Linked DNA regions of Zea mays: region 1 is linked to region 2. A link is a contact called in public Hi-C data. All regions are on one chromosome and are shown on one strand. Each heading gives the region's core, a stretch centred on a gene start, on an enhancer-like site or on the middle of the called end of the contact. The rest is flanking DNA. Distances are from core to core; before and after follow the strand shown.

Evidence for each region. Hi-C and Micro-C count contacts between places; a contact is called where the count stands out from the background.
Region 1: a Hi-C map of bundle sheath shows a contact between it and region 2, with 3 times the contacts expected there. The contact joins the enhancer-like site here to the promoter of LOC103652879 in region 2. A contact is called at or near these places in 3 of 25 Hi-C or Micro-C datasets (bundle sheath, ear and leaf).

The regions. Positions count from the first base shown.
Region 1 is chr4:16,522,570-16,525,269 of Zm-B73-REFERENCE-NAM-5.0, reverse strand. No RefSeq gene overlaps it. Among protein-coding and RNA genes, the nearest start is that of LOC103652881, 4.2 kb to the left of the region's middle. Within about 2 kb of position 1,404, at least 2 of the 20 cell types and tissues checked have an H3K27ac peak or open chromatin away from gene starts, as enhancers often do. A contact at or near this core is called in bundle sheath, where this site is marked.
Region 2 is chr4:16,376,437-16,379,136 of Zm-B73-REFERENCE-NAM-5.0, reverse strand. LOC103652879 reads left to right here and starts at 1,276. Exons shown (of 2, transcript XM_008679867.4): 1 at 1,276-2,526. The coding sequence starts at 1,634.

The sequences.
Region 1 (2,700 bases), core at 155-2,654, 150 kb before region 2:
CCTATTGGAGCATATGTCCAAGGGTGTCGCTTCCTCTTGGTGCATGAAAGGACCAAAACAGCGAAGTAGCAGTAAGTGCATATAATGCTTATAATGAACGTCTTGACTATTATGGTATTCTTGAGGATATAACCGAGTATAAATTTGGAGGTCGTAAGCCATTAAGGTTTGTGACCTTTTGATTGTATATGGTTTGATCCTCGAGCCAGCACGTGAGTTGACGAGTTTGAGGTTGTTGAGATAAAACACACATCACGGTACAAAGGCAATGAGTACAACAATATTGTGCTTGTCCATCAAGCAAATCAGGTGTACTACTAAAGTTATCCTCACCCAAGCTTGGAGGTTTGGTGGGTTGTCTACAAAGTTAATCCAACAGTTCACCCTGATCGGTATGACAACGTAAGCTTCACAAATGATAATATTTTTATGTCTATCAAGAAGACAGTCATAAAAGAAATGATGATGAAGAGTATGATATTGTATCTGAAGGGACATACCTTGATGAATTAGTTTCTCGACCTGTGAAACTCGTAGAGTTAATGGATGAAGAACCAGATCCTTCGAATGCAAAACGATGAAAGTCAACAAGACTTCTTGAAAGACAACAATGACTTGAACAGTTTAATAATGCACATATCATAGAAAAGGATTATGATGTTGTACTACAATTTATGTATGTTATTGTAAGTTTACATTTTTTATTACTAGAATTTATGTCGTACTCTTGTTTTACATTTATTTTATAATTTAATTATTTATACTAACTATTGTATGGAAATTGTGCAGATGTTCAAGATGCTTGGTAAGGGGAAAGGGAAGAAAAAGGGTGAAGGCTCCTCCAGGTCTACTCGTTCTAGGTCGAGTAGGGAGGCCGATGCTACTGGAGACACCCCCTCTTCCTTATTTATGGTACTAGATCTTATTTTATTTCAATTATGTTTGGTAGATAATTGTTTTTATCTTGATGTTGTTTCCATTCGTAGGCCACCACATCTAGCCGGTAGAGGCTAGAGCAGCTCATGTCTCCACTTTCAAACCAGCCGCGGTCGTAGGATCACTCATTTGCTCAAGTAGATCAGAATCCAGGAGATGAGACGGAAGCTGAGGTGGCAACAGACGAGGCGGAAGCTGCAGAGACAATAGATGAGGCGAAGGCAGTTTAGGCGGCAGCTGCGAAACTTGAAAACATTAGTTATTTTATGATTAATTAGCACCTTTCAATTTTTACATTAATATTAGTTTAATTTCCAAATAACACTTTTTATTTTGTAGGTTTCGTAAGCCTCGGAACAAAAGTGACCAGCGGCAAATTATTATGTTGACGGGAACCAGGTCTTGGAAAGAGGTGGACTGGGACGCGCAAGGCCACCGTACATCAGTCAGCATCATAATTGGGATCTACTGACAATACTTCTACCAAGAGATGGTCACAGATGTCGGTGCGGTCGTAGCGACTAATGTTCGGAACCATTGGAGCCAAAAGGCCTATAGCCCCGGCAGAACCCGCGCATACGTGTGTGGGATGGGTTTTGGGTTAGTTTCTCTCGCCAGTTCAATTTTGTCTATATTTTGCTTTGATGGTATAATATAATATTTTGTCTATATTGTAGGAACAATATCTCTTGCCAAATGATATGAGCCTCGATGATTAATACGTGTGTGATGTTTTTAACGTCACTGTCCAAAGAGTTTTGAAGGGCATGACGTATGATGCATAGGTCAAGGTGGTGGTCGTGTGGCATAAGCATCAAAAGACTAACATGACTAGAGAGACCGCTAAAATAATACACCTTACAGTTGTGTAGTACAAAGAGAGTGAGGTGGATTAGCTAATCTAGGACTAGGATGCTTGTTTCTAGTTGTGCGAGTATTGGGCTTCTAAGGAGTTCAAAGCCAGATTAGATAGAAATCGTGGCAACTGGTTAAACAAGCCTAGTCTCCACCACTTCGGGGCTAATGGTCATGCTAGCAAGGCAAATTCCTACTATGTTAGACTATTGCCAATTTTATTTCTTAAACAAATCTATGGATATGTAATCTTGTATTGCAGGATTCTTTGAGATGGCATCGACCCTATAGTTGTCCAAGTTTTCATCAAGGGGCACAAGGGTCTAGATCCGGATTATCCGGAGATTCTGTGCGACGATAATGCGACATAAAAATTGGGAAGTCCAAATATTGACTCGAGTCTTTAATTTCAATGTTTTCACTTTCTATGTTAGAAAGACTTTTCAATTGAAATCAATGTTTTATAGGGTCGCTATATTGAAAATTTGCAAGAGAAACATGGACAAGACGTGGACTGGAAGTCAGCCAAGTTTGACTTAGCTATGTCACATGGGAGGTACTTTATATTGTCTAGCAATTTCATTTCCATAACCACGATTATATCTATTGTATATATTAAAATACTCTATGCAGGTTTCCTACCAGCGATGGTGTCATGGACCGCCAAAGTTATAGTAGGCAATCTTAATCCTCTATCAGGACTAGTCGGGCCCGGCAATGTTCTGCAAAGGATGGAGCGCTAATTTGGCAGATGCAACAATAGATGCAAATGCTACAATCACAACAAATGATGTAGGGTATGTGGATGCAGGGACAGGTAATAGCTTGACTTCAATTTAGTCATTTGTCAGGTTTCAAAATGATTGTAAATGCACAAGTGATGATTAATTTATTTGCAGGCGTACGATA
Region 2 (2,700 bases), core at 27-2,526:
GCTCGCTCCGCCAGATAGGCAATGATGGCGCCCCGCACGCTCTGTGACGACGGCGGCTCTCAGCCCCCTTACGGAAGCAAGAGGACGTCAGCAAGGACTCGACGGCTCCGACAGCTGTCCTTCCGCCAGGCTCCAGCGCTCCTCCGACGGCCACGACACCACACGAACCGGGTGCCAAAACCTCTCCGGCTGCCACGATGGCATGTACTTAGGGCGCTAGCTCTCCTCCGCTAGACATGTTAGCACTCTGCTACACCCCCATTGTACACCTGGATCCTCTCCTTACGCCTATAAAAGGAAGGACCAGGGCCCTCTTACAGAGGGTTGGCCGCACGGGAGGACGGGGCGACGCGTAGAGTCCCTCGCTCTCTCCCACGCGGACGCTTGTAACCCCCTACTGCAAGCGCACCCGACCTGGGCGCGGGACGAACACGAAGGCCGCGGGATTTCCACCTCTCTCACGCCCGTCTCCGGCTGCCTTTTTCCCCCTGCGCGCTCGGCCTCGCGCCGACCCATCTGGACTGGGGCACGCGGCGACATTTCACTCGTCGGCCCAGGGACCCCCCGGTCTCGAAACGCCGACAAGCTTTTTTCTTATATTTTTTATTTAACGTATTATAGACCTCTCAAGAGGTGGGGTGTTAAATGATGTTGTATGTACGACATTGAGTCTCTAGATTAGTTTTCTAAATACAAGAGACAACTAAGTGACTGTATGATACATTGCATGAGATGTCTTTAAAATCAGTAATATCATACTTATAGATAGTCATATAGAGACGGGCTCTTCACGAAGAGACAATCTCTTATATATTTTAATATAACCCCTTAAATATCCATCTGTTGGACATACCCTTATATGGCTAGACTTTTAGTTAGACCTATTTGGATTCAGTGGCTAAAAAAATTAATTGCTCTTTTTTAAAGCTAAAAGTGACTAAAAATCTATGTTATACTATTTTAATCATTTTTAGCTCCTAAAATATCTAAACTTTAGTTATTTTTATTTTAGCTCATGGGATCAAACGGATCCTTAGCTTTAGCTATATGTCGCGTAGCAACATTATGAAGCGACAACTAAAAAGAAATAGAGGTAATACTACTGTAAGCTATATTATTAATTTTGCTTTAAAATTATAGGATGATCGTTTTAGATTAAAGCCTGTTCGGACTCGCAACACGTGGCTCTCGACCGTTATCTTCCGCAAACACAGCCCCCTCCCCACGGTGTAAAGTGTGTCCTGTGTTCATTTACTGCCCCTGAAATGAAAATAAAAGCCGCCAAGGCCTGCCGTGCTGTTCCCATCCCACACCAACAACGCAAACGCACCACCGCCGCGAGGCCCCCCCATCGCTCCCGGTACACGAAATCAAAGCCGCCGAAAACTAGTGCTGATTTAAATTCCCGCGACGACTCCGAGCACTCGCCATCGCTTTCTGCTCCGCTCTGGTTGCGTTGCATTGCGGGTGCGGCTGGAGTACTCGACGACGCCATTATTAACCAACCATCTCCCCGGCGCCCTCCACCTTCCCTTCCCCACGCGCGAGACGGACACACCTCTCTCGCTCTGCACTGCACAGCAGCTGCTCTGTTACAGGGACCGACCGATCCCCTCCTTGGCTGGCCCTGGCCATGCAGCGGCGACCAGAGTTCAGCTTCCCGGGCTCGCCGGCGCGGGGGCTGCCGCCGCGGCCGCCGGCGAACCCGATGGCGCCGCGGTACGGGGACGAGGAGGTCCGGTGGCTGCAGGCGTCGCCGCAGGCCTCGCCGGAGATGGACTACAGCTCCGGCGGCTCGGGCACGCCGTCGCCGCAGCTGTGGGCGCACCACCACCAGCTCCACCGGCAGTACCCGGCGTCGGCGGGCAGCTCGCCGTCGCGGGCGCAGGCCATCGCGGGGTACCGCCGCGAGATGCTCGACCTCGTCCGCGGCCTCCCGGAGTCCGCCTACGAGCTCTCGCTCCGCGACATCGTCGAGCACCCGTCGCCCCCGTCCCCTCCCCACGCCCCTACCAACCCTCTGCCGCCGCCTACCACCGCCGGACCACGCGCGAGTCGCGCCGTCCCCGTCCCGGCGCAGGAGAAGGGCGAGTCCGCCGGCGCCAGGAAGGACGCCGTCGCGGCGGCGGACGCCGAGGACGGCGGCGGTAGCAGGAAGCAGGGAGGCTCCAAGGGCAAGAAGCAGGGGAGGAAGCAGAGGACGATGCGGAAGCAGCGGAGCCGGAGCCTGGACCGCAGCGTCAGCCTGGACACCGGCCTGCTCATCAAGCTCTTCCTCCCGCTCTCCCTCGGCGGCAAGAAGAAGGTCTCGCCCAAGCCCGACGCCGCCAAGGACAGCAAGAAGAAGAAGAGGAAGGAGAAGAAGGAGGCGGCGGTGCAGGAGGAGGAGTGGTGGACCAAGAGCGAGTTCAGCGAGGCCGGGAACAGCAGCCGGACCAGCAGCAGCAACAGCAACAGCAGCGCCGCCAGCCTCAGGAATGCCAATGGCGCCGCCAATCCGAGAGCGCCGGACAGGAGCTGGAGCAGGTAACTAACTCCTTTCCATTTCCTTCTTATTTGCTTCAGCCATGGTTTATTTAGTTCCGCTTCCTGATCTGGAAAGTTTTTAGCAGTATACATACATGATACGTCAGGTTGTTTAGCAAAAGAAAATTTGTTATTTCTTTAGAAATTCGAGTCTTTTCTAAAAAAGTATACAAA